Regions from separate parts of the Mus musculus genome. Here region 1 is linked to region 2. The links are chromatin contacts, called in public Micro-C maps. All regions are on one chromosome and are shown on one strand. Each heading gives the region's core, a stretch centred on a gene start, on an enhancer-like site or on the middle of the called end of the contact. The rest is flanking DNA. Distances are from core to core; before and after follow the strand shown. Region 1 holds the start of Btbd6 (BTB (POZ) domain containing 6). Region 2 holds the start of Siva1 (SIVA1, apoptosis-inducing factor).

The links. Hi-C and Micro-C count contacts between places; a contact is called where the count stands out from the background.
Region 1: a contact with region 2 is called in a Micro-C map of embryonic stem cells, with 3 times the contacts expected there. The contact joins the promoter of Btbd6 here to the promoter of Siva1 in region 2. A contact is called at or near these places in 6 of 39 promoter capture datasets (the HPC-7 cell line, cranial neural crest, embryonic stem cells and 3 more), 2 of 484 Hi-C or Micro-C datasets (cortical neurons and embryonic stem cells) and 2 of 9 other capture datasets (adipose tissue and liver).

The regions. Positions count from the first base shown.
Region 1 is chr12:112,973,167-112,979,907 of GRCm38.p6, reverse strand. Btbd6 (BTB (POZ) domain containing 6) reads right to left here and starts at 3,345. Exons shown (of 4, transcript NM_201646.2): 1 at 2,926-3,345; 2 at 2,759-2,849; 3 at 2,537-2,655; 4 at 968-2,404. The coding sequence starts at 3,302. The coding sequence ends at 1,372. It overlaps Brf1 (BRF1, RNA polymerase III transcription initiation factor 90 kDa subunit), which reads left to right. Exons shown (of 18, transcript NM_028193.3): 5 at 151-223; 6 at 6,287-6,436.
Region 2 is chr12:112,643,276-112,650,959 of GRCm38.p6, reverse strand. Siva1 (SIVA1, apoptosis-inducing factor) reads right to left here and starts at 6,132. Exons shown (of 4, transcript NM_013929.2): 1 at 5,876-6,132; 2 at 3,928-4,122; 3 at 2,979-3,135; 4 at 1,808-1,980. The coding sequence starts at 5,993. The coding sequence ends at 1,923. It overlaps Gm30101 (a long non-coding RNA gene), which reads left to right and starts at 6,193. Exons shown (of 3, transcript XR_381987.3): 1 at 6,193-6,278; 2 at 7,518-7,646.

The sequences.
Region 1 (6,741 bases), core at 2,096-4,595, 330 kb before region 2:
AGGAGGTAGAGGCCAGCCTGATTCCAGGGCAGCCAGGACTACACAGAGAAACCCTGTCTCAAAAAAACCCAACAAATTATTTTAAAAAGGAAGGAAAAAAAGCAGCAAATGTTTTCTTGAACACCGATTCCTGTCTTCTTCTTGCCCTAGGTTAACGTGTATGTGTTGGGGAAGACGTTCCTGCTCTTGGCGAGGGAGCTTTGCATCAACGCACCAGCTATAGGTAGGTTGGGCTCAGATAGGAAACTAACCAGCCAAAGATCTCAGAGTAGGAGGATGTCAGGTCAAAGTATTAGACACCAAAGGTTAAAAAAGTCTCCTAAAATTTGTGGTAAATATAGCCAGTAGGGCGTTATTGTACAAACTCAGAAGGCCTACCAGTGCCTGTCAAATGACGGCCAGGACACAAAGAGAAAGAGTACAGTGCTTCATGTTGGGAATCTGTACTGTTTGAAGCAGGTACCGTGAGAAAGGCAGGGGTCTTCTCACAACTGAGGGACGCTCCAAGAACAGATGCCGTCTAGCCATGGTCCTTGCCATGTGCAAAGATGGGGATTTTATGGTTTCTGAAGCATCAACTCATGTAGAAGTACCACGTGAGGCCACAGCAGAGGGTCCCAACAGGGCCAAGCCTCTGCTGTTAGGCACACTGGGCTAAGGCACATGCTCTTGCCCCAGAGACCACTGCCCTGCTAGTGGCCCACAGCAAGCAGGCAGCAGAGCACATAGCCCACTCTTAAAATCTAACCCTGCAATAGAGCGTGAGGTGCCACCTTCTGCAGAGTTCTGCAGCCTTTGAGAGAAGCCAGCCCAGGAGCCGCAGGCATCTTGGGATAGATGACTTCCCTAAGACATGGTTTGATTCCAACAGCTTTACACTGCAGACTCTCAGACAAGACGGTCTTCTCAGTGGAATTGAGAAAGAGAGTGCCCCACTTAATTCCTACAGTCACTTATCTACATTTGGTTCTTGTTCTGTGAAACCTTTATTACGAAAATTCACTTAAATAGGATGGAACTATTTTAAGTGACTTTTCAGCAATTTGTGGCTTGAATGGGAGGCCTCAACGTAGGCTGAAATCACTTAGAATCCAAAGGGGGAGGGAAATCCAAGGGTCCTGAAGCTTGGGTGTCACTGGCAGGGATCGGGGACGACCTTGGACCCAAGTCTTCCTTCCACCTGTGGAATGCTGTCTAGGGTCAGCGGACACGGGCTGTGAGAAGTCAAGTTTCAGACTCTGGCTGATAGAGAAAGCCAAGCCTTGAATGGTATCAGTAAGGCAGCTGGAAGTGTCCTGCACCTCCACTGCACTTACTGTGTGGACTCTATGGAGGAAGAGCCTGGTGGCAAGTCCACTCCAACCTTACGCCTCAGGCATAGAAGATGAGCTCTGGAATCTGTCCACCCTGAACTCCAGTCCCATTGGTACTGTCTGAGGAGCACTGGAACTGGAAGGCTACCTTCCCACACTGCACCTCTGTCATTCCTTCTTGCCCAAAGTAGCTGAGCTCACTGCCGTCCAGGACAGCACTGGCAGTGTAGAAGGTGTCCTGCTCCACCTGGACCGGGTGCTCAAACCAGACTGGGAAAGTGTTGCTGGATCCGTCTGAAACAAACTTGGTGAGGTTCTGAGCCAGGACCATCCCTAGCCGCTTGAGTTCAATCTTGACGCTGTACTCAGCCTTCCCAGAGCTGGACCCATACAAGCCCAGCCCAGCAATGAACACCCTTCTGTCCACTGCAAACTGGATGCTGTCACAGCGTCCACGGTACCTCCACTGGTTACTTCGGTAGGCAGAAGACTGGAAGCGGTGGCACCTTTGTGGAGCAAGGCCCTTCCTCTTGGTCAGGGGGAAGTCAAGGAGGGGCTTTTTGGCAGCAGTGTACCAAAGGAAGATGTTGTGGGTCTCTTCTAAGGTCAGGATGTCTGACTGGGCGGCACCATTGGCAAACTCCTCTAAGGTCATAGTTGGAATTCGGACCAGGTAGAGGGCTCTTCCCAAAACATGCCTCTTGTTGTGAGGAGTGACTGGGAGGCCCTGTCTCTTACATTCTGCCTCAGCCCAGTTCAGGACGGCCTCGAAGACCACAGCCTCCTTGGTATTGAGGGCCTCCCTGGTCACAATGATCTCCAGTGTCTGCCGGTCAATTTCACAGAAGCCTTCAGACCTCAGGGCCATTTCAGCTTGTGCATCAATGACTTCCCAGCATCTCTGGGTCAGTTCAGGCTCCTCAAACAGTCGGCTCTGGGACAGCAGGACACAAGCATTTTTGGCTTCCAGACTTGTTTCCAGAAAGTTGACGCAGGCCTTGGCCAGGGCAGGCACGATGTACTTCTTAGCAGCATACAGAGTGGCAAGCACTGTGTCCGCCTCCAGGTCGATCTCATCGCTGTACATGTACCTGCGTAAGGCAGGGGCTCTCCTGGGGAGCTGCAAGGGCTCCCCTGCACAACCTCTGGGGTTGTAGCAAACAGGTAGGGGACCATTGGAAGGTAACCACCCCATCCTTCCAGACCCAGCGCACAGCACTTACTTTAGCAAGACCAAGAAGGCAGCAGGCTCCACATCGGGAATGTGGATTTCTGACTTCACTTCCGCAAGATCCCCGTAGAACATGGCATAGAAGACGGAGCTGCCGACAGCCAAGACATACTGTGGATGAAAGAAAACCACCTGAGCTACAGGGCAGTAAACAAGGTCCAGGGAGACGCACCTAGCCAGGCCCACCAGGGGACAGGGCTGCGCCCTTACCCACCTTGTGGGCGGGCACACGCCTGGCAGCCCCCAGAGCCCCCACGATGAAGTGGACGTCAGCCATCAGCTCGTTGTTGAACATGAGCGCATTCCTGCAAAGGGCAGAGGCACACGGGCTGGAACGGCGCGCGCCCGGGCTCCAGAGCCCGGGGGCGGGCGGCGGCTCACCTCTCGCGCAGCGTAGGATGGAAGGACTGCCAGTTGGGGCTCTCGGGATTGTTGTTGTCTGGCAAGGGCGGCGCGGGCAAGGGCGGCAGCGGGGCGGGTGCCAGGCAGGGCGGGCAGCAAAGCCCGACCTTCGTGCTCTCGGCTGCGCCTGCCGCGTTGCTGTTGGCGATGTCGGTGGCAGTAGCTGCAGAGGGACTGGCGGGCGGGTACAGTTCCGCGGCCATCTTCGCTACTGCCGGGGCGGGCTCCGCACTGGTCGGTGCTGCGCCGCGCGCCTTCGCGCCGCGACGGGGCCTGGGAAACGGCTCTGCGAGCACCAGCAGGGAGGTTAGGCACTGCGCCACCCGCCCATGCAGGCAGGCGAGCGGCAGCAGCATGGGGCCACGCCGGCCCTGCCCGCTACCCACCCGCACCCCACACCCCTCACCGAGCCCGCGGCTCGGCCGCAGGGGGCGCCGTCCCGCCCGTACCCACTGCTGCGGCGCCGGCGTCTCTCGTCACTGTGCGTCAAGACGCGACTCCTCGTTCCAGGGCCCCGCCCCTGGGGGAGGTGTTGAAGCTCCGCCCGGGTGCCCAGGTTTAAGGGCGAGTTGTGGTTGCACCTTCTATCACTCAGAAATGAGATTTTTTTTCCAACAGCTCAGGCTTTGAAAAATCACCTGACCCAGCTAGCTTTTCTTCGTGGAGGAAATGAGTCTCTAACGCAAGGCTTGATCTCCCTTTTTGTGTACAGCTTCTTTAACAGAGCACAAAGTCAAGGGCAGTACACCTGTTATGTCGGAATTTCTTTTTCTGTCATGAGTCTAGACCTCATGTGCCACAGGGTGACCTCAAACTTTCTACATAGACCTTCCTTTCTAAGTTGACTACTCCAATGGGTTACATTTTGTTTGCCAGTTTATCCAACCGTGTATATATCAACTCTATATCCCAGTTGTGCTGACCATAGGGAGGCAATTTTATCCTTTCCAGATCCTAATTGCAATTCTTTGGGTCTTTATCCAGAAGTGAGATGATTGGATAAAATGGTAGCTCTTGATTTCTCATTTTTATTTTATGGATGTGGATGTTTTGCCTGTACCTGGTGTTTGCAAAGGCCAGGAGAGGCTGTTGGATCTCCTAAGACTAGAGATACAGATGGTTGTGAGCTGTGAGCTGTGGGTAGATGGGTGCTGGCTCTTCAGCAAGAGCAATAACCACTCTTAAGCACTGAGTCATATCCAGTGCTTCGTGCTCCCCCCGCCCCTTAGGTTTTGAGACAGGGATTTTCTGTGTAGCGCTGACTGTCCTGGAGCTAGCCTCAGATCTGCCTGCCTGCCTCCTGAGTGCACCATCACTGTCCAGATACAGTTACTTGTTTGAGCAAACTTTGCAATGGCCTTTGTTCGTGCTTGTATTATTTATCAGTCCTCCACAGCGTGCACTGCTCTTTTCCCTCATCCTGGGTAAACCTTGTTATAATGTTCTGGGTTTTATAGAGGCTATGCTAGTGGATATGAGGTGGAATCTTGATTGCTGATGTCAACCTTTCTGTGTTTCTTGGTCATTTGTATATCTTCTTGGAAGAAGTACCTCCATGAGTCGTTTGCCCACTTTCCAATCAGTCTGCTTCTTCACTGCATTGAGCTCAGTCTTTAGGACAGATGCTTTCTCCCTTTTTTGTGGTTGTCTTGACTGGACAGACTCCTTTGCTGCATTGATTCTTTGCAGTCTGAAGTTACTATGTTTGTCTGTTTTTGCTTGTGTTAAATCATTGCTCTGTGTTCTCCATGGTTTTGCTATTGGTGGTGGTTGTTGTTATCTTTTTAATGTGTACACCTTTGGTCTGTTTGGGCAGAGTACTACATGTGACAGTAAACTTTGTTTCCAGCCTGTTTGCTGAAGAGACTGCCCTTACATCTTGTGTCCTCCCCGCCCCCTTTATTTGTTTGCTTTTTTTGAGACGGGGTCTCGATGTGCAGCCCTGACTGTCCTGGAGCTCTCTATGTAGACCAGGCTGGCCTTGAATTCCTAGAGATCCACGTGCCTCTGCCTCCTGGGTGCTGGGATTACAAGCATGAGTCATCAGGCCCGTCTTGGTTTCTTTGTTCTTTAATACACGTGCCATCTTCATAACTTCCACAGACCGTGCAAAAGGATTACTTTGTGAGACAGAGAATTTAAAGTCTATTTAGTAAATGTAGTCTGCTGACGTGTATCCACCTTAGTCCTTTCCCCAGACGTCATCTTCTTCCCTTCCTTTGGTTTAGACATTTCTGTTTCCAGTGTCCTTGCATTGCATGACTGCAGCTCTGTCCCCATGTGCAGACAGACTCCACTACTTAAAGAAGATAAAGTAGGCTGCTTCAGGACCTCCATCTTCTCTGCTCATTTAACCCCACCCCGAAGTCCTTCTGTAGTGTTTTGCTTTTGTAAGATGTGGGGTCTATCTGTGCTCTCTAGGCTGGCCTCAGATTCCAGAACCCGAGGGTCCTCCCTACCCATCTTCCCAGTCACAAGGCAGAGTCTCAGCGTTTTTCTCTTGAGTCTGTGTGAGCTGGAGTGGGTCCTTGTCTATGTGGTCGGTCTCATGGATTCCCTTTGTAGAAGTCAGTTAGCCTGGAAGGAGGGCTGGGGACCAGTCAGCAGCTGACCTCCATTTCTTTCCCTTCCTGCTGTCTGGAAAGACAAGTTAGACGGATTGATTCCTTCTCCCAGCTTCTCCAAGAGGCTGAGCCACCCCAGCCCCTCCTCTGTTGTTATTGCCAGTGCTCTCCAAGCTGCCTGCTTCTCAGACCTGAGCAGAAGTGGCTCTTCCTACACAAGTCCTGAGATCTCCTCTGTCCCTAACCAGTGGCTTCTGTCAGAGCACTAATGGCAGGGTAATGAACTGAATGATGAAGTGACTTGGTTGTTCTTGCTGGCTCCATTTGTGAGCTCCATGAACCTTTGACTGAACTTTCGGTACTCAGCAGCGTGCCAGGCACTAAGAAGAAACAACTGTGAACGCGCACGTGCACCTGTATGCCCACTGTGCTCATTTTGTAAGATGCTGATCTGACAACGGCCAGGACATTGAGGGAATTCAGGGTGCTGCGTGAGAAGAGCCCATACCTGGCCTGTTCTCCAGCCTCTCATCACCCTCTGAGAGAAGGTGGGAGTTGTCCCCTCACCTTTTGCCATACATGCCCAGAACTGTGCCGTGTGGAGGCAGCAGTTCCCCAGGACCAGTAAGCACAGCTGAGGGTCAGAGACTGTGCTTTAGGGAGGGGACCTCAGGGAGACGTGGGTAAAGCCACCCAGCTGCAGGGCACTGCTTAGTGCTCTGTGTGCACAAATGCATATGCACTGTCTTAGGTTCTGTGTTATGTTTACTGTGTAGACCCATGCTTGTACATTCCACGCTTTGCTCATCTGCTGGAGTTTGGGGAGAAGAACCATGAAGTATCCATGACAGCCTTGAGGCTTCTGCAGAGAATGAAAAGGGATTGGATGCACACGGGCCGGCGCCCCTCCGGCCTCTGTGGAGCAGGTACAGTGTAGGCCATATGGCCCTTGGGTAGCGTTTTCTGTCCTGATACTTGATAAGTTCACACGTGTGTGGGAGGGTAATTGCAGCCAAATTTAGTTAGGACCCTGTGCATAGTAGGTAAATTGAACTTTAGTCATCTGTCTTGAGCCTTTAAGCCGTCAAGCCAATGAGTTATTGGTTGCAGTTCCAGAGTCTACCTTATATAAGAGCTGTGTCTTAGACCCCAGGACTGGCCTGGCCTTCTTTACTCCTTAAGGACTCTGGCATTTCCTCCCTTGTTGGCTTCTACAGGTTCTAAGATAAAA
Region 2 (7,684 bases), core at 4,883-7,382:
CGCGGGGCGGGGGGCCTGAGGCTTGCTGTCCACAGTTTAACTTAATCCGTGAGCTCCAGGCCAAATGGGGCCTAGCCTCAAAAGCCAAACCACCCACAAACCAAATAAAACCCAAACAACACCAAGTAGATTGCTGGCTCCACACATGCAAACTCAGGCATGCACCCCACACTGACATGCACACTCAAATACACTCCCCGCTACCTCATGGCTGGATGCTGGGCAGATTACTACAAGTCTGTGACATGTAAGATGTCATTTGAAGCTACGTCACAGCTCTCAGGAATCTGCATGGCAGCTGGAAGGAATAACAAGCATCCATCTGTATTCTCTATGGTGGATCAGAAAAGCCTACAGGGCTGTGCAGTAAGGACTAGGATGCTTCTGAGCCCAACCCAGAGAGACATAAACGAACATACAAACACCCAGAGGAAGGGCCTCCAGCCAAGAAGGGAGCCAAGAAGGTCTAAGGTGAAAGAAAGCATGTTGAGCATGCTGGGAGGTAGACTGAACCCCCAGCGGGGCAGGAAGCAGGAGAGGTAAAGTCTGGTGTTTATGAGAGAGGGCAGCCTGAAGGTGTTGGGGACTGGGCAATGATTCCCACTGGTGACAGAGATGGGCTAGCTACAGCAGAAGCTCATAGTACAAAGACTCTAGGCCAGGATAAAACAGCACCAGAAGCCATGGGATGGGTGTGGGGTACGGTCAGGGTTTGCTTTGGCCACCAACAGCCAGCTCAAGTGGCTTAGTGGCTTCAAGCCAGCTAATCGAGTCAGGTGTGGTGGCGCACGCCTTTAGTTCCAAAACTCAGGAGGCAGAGGCAGGTGGATCTCTGAGTTCAAGGACAGCCAGGGCTACACAGTGAGCCCTTGCCACAAAGAAAATTAAATAGACAGACAAATAGACAGACTCCAGTTAGGATCCCCAGATTCCATTTTCAGAGCCGCAGTCGCTGGCCTATCTGGGTGCCCTGCCCCGCCCCACCCCCAGCAAGGCTACAGCAGCTAACTGCTACCTTGGGCCCTAATGGGCCCAGCTCCTGGTCACTACCTACAGACCACCAGCTTCCACACTTAAAACCAGCCAGAGTCCCATTATCCACAGCAATAAGGGAACTTCCCAGGTGCGTAAGGCCTTTCCCCACCTCAGCCCTCTCTAGCCTCCTGCTCACGTAGGGCCTCTGGGCCAACTTTTCAGTAGTATAGGGAAACTTGAACCAACCCCATCTAGGACAGCACCTCCTCGATATGTATGGGAACTAACCGTAGTTGTTCTTAGAGATCAGGACAAGGAGACCTCTGCCCTATCTACCCAGCCAACCACTTGTAAGTAGGAGACCCAGGTGGCTGCAGTGACTGGCCCACCATTATCTTCCAGGCCATGTTACCTCCTGTGAACTCCTTAGAGCCCTGCATAAACTACCTCTGAAGATATGGTGAGGACTGTCACAACCACACAGGACATTCCACAGGGCCAAACCCCTGGAGGACAAGGGCTCATTAAATCACCTGGAACCCAGCAGTGTAGGTATTGATGGCTGCCTATGTGACTGACAGTGGCAATTCAGTGCCTGAGGTTGTCTAGCACGCAGGTGACCATTCTGCAGTCTGACTCCTGGAGTCCAGCTGCTTCCTCTTACAGCTGAGGGAGGACAGGAAGGAACTTGCTGGGTCTGGCTTGCCTGTTAGATGTGGGTAATAAGCAGGGGTCTCAATGCCAAGACAGCTGAGCTGCACGCTGCTGCGAGGGCTTGCCCCTGCAGCCGTCACTGCCACCCTAAGAACGGTTAACAGATGGAAGGGAGGGAGTCCTTGTGCAAATATAAAGAGGTTTATTCACTTGTTACTGGGTATAAAACATAACATATAAAAAGCCACCTTCTCTCTCTTTAGTGTGAACATCTTGTGCTGTCTGTGGCCACCTCAGGCTTCAAACATAGCACAGCTGGTGCACAGTGTCTTCTCACCATCGTCGGCATAGCTGCACAGTTGGTGGGAGAGAGAGAAGATACCTAAGTAGCTGAATGCATCCCCTCTCACTGAGGCCCTAATCGCATCACACATCAGAATGGGAACTTGTCTGAAGACAGACTCAGGTGATAGGCATTTCAGGGACAGTTTGGGGACACCACTGTCTCTGGAAGGAGGCCTAGCATGCAAACATCCTGTGGGTCTTGCATCTTGGTTCCAGGCCTTTGTGGTTTACCAGACGGGTGAGATGTCATAAGAGACACACAGGAGTGACATGAAGACATAGCAACAAGAGGGCCACTGACACAAACCTGAGGACCTATAGCAGTCACCACAAGCCTGGAGGCAGCCTGGGAAACTCTCCCTCCCACCTTAGCATGAATCAGCCCTAAGGTTCCTGAGACTTCTCCCCAGAGTACCCCTGCAAGCACTCCTGATCTCTCCAAACCACTGAAGAGTACTCTGTTGGCGAGGATTTGCCATATGAAGTGTGGTTTTCCATCTGACGCATTAGCTTTAGAGAATGTTGGGGCTGAGCTTATCCGGATCCACTGTACTGATCCCATACTCATTTGGTGGAACAAGTCCCTACAGTGTGGAACAAAGGGACAGGGCTCTACACTGTCCACCCACTCACTGAGCACTTCTAAGGAGCTGACTCATCTGGCTGCAGCCAATGGGTAAGCAGCATCCATTCCATTCTGCTAATACACAGTTAACACACAGGGGTAGGCATGACCTGAATGTACATACACCCAGTGACGTGTGTGAGGCAATCCTCAAATGATACGCACGCTGGACAGAAACTGAAACTAGACAACAGTGTGGACTGTTGGAGCCCTAATAAGGACTCAGAAGTCCAGACCACAAGGCTGTGCAAGCCAGGGAGCTGCTTTAAGTAGGCCGCAGACTACTGGGAAGCACGGACTTCTTCCAAAAGGATCCGAGTCACCCACCCAGCACCTGTGCCCTGACGGAGAGGGACCGTGATCAGGTCAAAGCACTCACTCTGCAAGGCCACACAGCACACAGGCCAAAGCACCGCAGCCCCAGCAGGTGTATACACACTGCCCACACAGGGCCCGCTCGCACTGGCTGCAGACCGCCTTCCCATCCACAGATCTCATGCACGATGAACAAGCGATGGGCGCTGTCCTGGGAAGGCCTGTGAGGAGAAAACACCGAGGCTGTGAGCATTGGAAGGACACTGGAAGAACACGAGGGTGACAGGCACCCTTCTTCCCCTGCAACCGAGTCCTTTTGGCAACCTATCTATCAGCCACCTGGAGCACTAGACTAAAGGCTCACGATGAGGCATTCATTCCCAGGACTGGTCACAGGACTCCAGGACAGATCACCTGCCTGTTGCTAGGATGGCCGGAGTACTCTATCAGAACTCTCTATCTGTCTGGGTCTCAAGATGGGGTTTACTGTTTCACTGGTCAGCCCAGAGGCTTCTGGGCTGAAGCAGAGTCCTGTTTTTCACGAGTCACACGAGAACCACCCCTCAACAGGGAACGGACTGGCATCTTCTTACTGCAGGTGGGGCACCAGGAGAGCTTGAGATGCCAGTTGGAACCTGTTGACGTCCACTCTGGATGCCTGTGAGGGTCAGACTGCCCAGCAACATTTGCTCCACTTACCAGGCTCTAAGGCAGTGGTTCTCCACCTTCCTAAGGCTGTGACCCCTTAATATATACAGTTCCTCATGTTGTGGTGACCCCAAACCATGTAAGCATTTTCATTGCTACTTCATAACTAATTTTGCTACTGTCATGAGTCTCGCAACATAAATATATTTAAAGACAGAGATTTGTCGAAGAGTTGTGACCCACAGGCTGAGAACCACTGCTCTAAGTAGATCCTGTTTGCCCAGGTAGTCAAGGCTCTTGAACAGAACACTGCCACCATCTTCCCTAGGTGTAACAGCAGGTCAGCCCCACTGGCGGCCACTCACCACCTTCTGAGGCCTGAGCTTGGCACCGTGTCAGTCGGCCATCAGGTCCAATCAACATCTGTCCCCTCGCAGGTTGAGGGGCTCCTACCACACCAGACTTCAGTGACTCCTGCAGGTGGTTCACGGAACAATCTTCGCTCGATATGTGATCTCTATAGGCCCGAGCCCCTTGGAAAAGGAGCTGCTTGGTTCTTTCTGGGGAGGAAGAGCCTTCCTTAAGATAACTCTCCAAACCGCAAAGCGGTTGCACAGATATCCTATGACCCACAAGGCTCGGAGCCCCCTTTGCCTGTTCCCAGCCACCAGGCTGTGCTCCACTCCGGTGCTCCTCCCATTATTCTATTGTCAGCAGCCACAGCTATTCACTTCACCTGGTTGGTGCCCTCTTTGCACTCCCAGTCCTCCTCCTGTAAGCTTGTCTCAGTGCCAGAGAAAGCTCTGGCTCAGAACCATTCATTCCCAAAAGCAAGTGTCCCAAGGAGGCAGAAAACAGACACGAGTTTAGAACAGCACCTACAACCATTGCCAGGCCAGTGAACAACTTTACTAAAGGGACAATGACAACAACCCCCTGACAAAGACCTCCCAGATGTTCCAGCCCTGCCACCCACCAACCCCGGGTAACTGGCTGCTCACACCTATAACAGTGGATTGCTTCCTTTCGGGCTTCAGGCCCAGGGAGCCCTAAAGGGAAACACTGTTGCGAGTTCTAGAAATACTCACTCCCACGACCCAGGGACCTCTCTGTGACACTGGAAGCAAACAAAAACTCAAAGAGAGTGGCTATTCCCAGCTCAGTTGCCTCCTACTTTAAGACAGAATTACTTAAGTTCAAGGCCAGGCTAAGATACACGGTGAAAGCCTGTCTGAAAAACAAGAAATGGGAAGAGTTCCTGGAGGGGTACTCTTAACACAGGTGGGGCTCAAACCCACATTCCATTATGAGAGCAATTTTCTCCTTAAGGCCTCCTGGTCCAGCAGAGTCCAGAGTGTGGGCTGGGGTTTTGGTAAACTGTGTGTACTATAAAACTCGCTAGAGCCCTGCACCCCTTCCTGACTGGCTGGCTCTGAGTGGCCTGGCAAATGCTCCAACACACAAGTCCTCAGAAGGGTAGAGCCAGGCTGTTAGGTTCCAATTAACACTTAGGCCTTCTTTTCAACTGCATGCTTACATTTAAAAAAAATTAATTTACTTGGCTATTTAGTTACTATGAGTGTGGTCGGAAGACAACTTTCAGGAATTCTCTCCTACTGTATGTTCTTGGGACCTGACTCATGTCCAGGCTTGCATAGACTGCACTTTAACCAGCTGAGGCATTTTCTGGGCCGTGTTTGCATTGTTATTGCTGTTTTAAGACATCTCACCATAAAGCCCATGCCTTTCCCTTCTGAGTGCTGGCGTCAAAAAACAAGCCACGACGCCAGGCCATGTCTAGACTGGGGGGCGTGGGGGGAGGCACACTCTTTGCAGCTCAGTCCTGTCCCTTCACGCATCGCCCCTGCGTCTCAGCACTTGAGTTTGCATTCCCAGAGTACAGAGAGGGAAAGGACAAATACTGGGGCTGCGTAGGGAGTTTGTTTTCCCGCACATTCCAAAGGCGCAGCGGCACCGCTCAAAGTTATACGGCCGCAAACTGCGCCAAGCTACGGTACACTGCGTTACACCTGCCCCAGAAAGCCATCACTGCAAGGCAATGCTCAGCAACATCCATCCGCTACAAAGGCCACTTGCGAGGGCTCAGGGCAGTCTACGCCATCACGCCCACTCGAACCCAGTCCCCGCGTCGGTCCCGCGCTAGGCTAGTCCGCTCGGCAGCACTCGGGTCCGACTCGGATTTCTCCGGGAGCCGCCTGAAGCAGCATCCACCGTGAGCGCTCGGGACGCTCCCGCGGTCTCCCGCTGCCCTGCGCGGCGTAGCGCGCTCTACCCACGGAAGTCCACACTCACCGAAGACCTCGCGTGAGTAGCGCTCGGCGAACACACCGTGGCTCAGCTCTTTCAGGCCCACGTGGACTTTGAGTTGGAGCGGGGCTGCGTCTGCGAACGGGCAGCTCCGCTTGGGCATGGTAGCGGGTACCAGACACAGCCTTCAGCAGCGCGCAGCGCGCCGCGCGCCGAGCACACGTCACGGCGCCCTCGGACCGCGGCGGAGGCCCGAGCCGACGAGGGCGCGGCGCCCAATAGGCCGGAGAAAGGCTGGGGGCTCGCCTCAAACGGGCCCCGCTGCGCGGGATAGGCCGGAGTGACGTCGGGGGCGGGACTTACGCAGTTAACGGCGAGGGATAGGCTGAGGGAGGCAGTGGCTGGAATGCAGGGCGCGGGAAAAGGCCAAGGGCGCTGGCGCGGCGAGGTGAGGTCTGCGCAAGGCGTGGCACGGGATAGGCCGAGGGGGGGGGGGGTTGTGTTGGGGCGGGGCTAGTTTATGTCACAGCTCAGGATAGGCCGGGAACTAAGAGGCGGGGCTCTGGGGTGGGGCGCGGGATTAGCGGGATGCTACGTTGGGGGCGGGACTCGTGTGCTAAGGGGCTCTGCATAAACCAGCACGAGATCGAGGGCGGGGCTCAGCGCGCGAAAAGCCTGAAGGCTCTGTTGTCGCTAAGCAACGGTGATAGGTGATAGGTGAGATATCAGTATCAAACAGTAGGGTGGCGGGTTTTGTCCCAGCTCCTGATCTTAGTGGATACGGGCACCCATCTTCCCCTACGAGTTCCTCTTGTGTTCCCTTAGGTCTGATCTTGGGCAGGGAGCCTGAGGGTTTATGGCGTCACCTGCGGGTCCGCTGGTCAGGATTTAAAAATATTGTGGTGTCTTCTAACATGTTGAACAGGCAAAACAGTGATGCTGAGGGGTTTCTCAGTCCTTCTATTTCTACACAATCGGAACGTCAGTTATTCGGGTGCATTAAGTTTTGTGCTCATCTTGGAGTACAGGAGACCCGGAGTGTACACACAGCACCCGTTAATTCTCCAGACTTTGTAGAATGGAAGTCTCTGATCAAAGTGTCAGGTTCTCTGCAGGCTTCTGTCTTCCAGAATCTACAAATAAAAACTTTTGTGTCCTTACTGGATGTGTGTGTGTGTCCTCATCTCATAATAACACCCAGTACTTTGAATTAAGTTCTGCCCTAAGGACCCTGTTTTAACTCTTTAAGACTATATCCACCAGCCCTGTGTGTTGGCTCACACCTTTAATCCCAGCTCTCAGAAAGCAGAGGCAGGCTGATCTCTGTGAGTTGGAGGCCAGCCTGGGCTAGGTAGAGAGACCCAGTCTCAAAATACCGAACAAAAAACTGTATCCAGATACAATCACACTCTGACTCTTGGGAGTTAGGCCTTCGACATAAAGAAGGAGCACAATTCTAAATAGGACAATAGGGTCCAGTGACTACTGACTGCTGTGCTTCCCCACCCCCACCCCCACCCCCAAATGGTGGTTTCCCCGGTTGTAGAACTGTGCAGAATGGATGATACCTCTGTGTGGAGTCATGCGTTTGTCCCCTACTGCATGGCTTAAATCCAGCGACCTGTCCCAGGAACCACCACTAAGAAGGCTGTTGTTCATGTTAAGATAATGGACTTTTTCCTCCCAGAATCCGCACTTCCTAGTGCAGTCTGTACAAGCGCCATGGGGTTCCACTGGGCCTGACTCCCGTTCTAGTATGAATATGAAGTGTTGAAGGCTCCGTCCTCAGATGACGTCATGATTGAAGGGTAATAAGGTCAGGATGGCTGTGGTTTGTATATGCTGGGCCCAGGG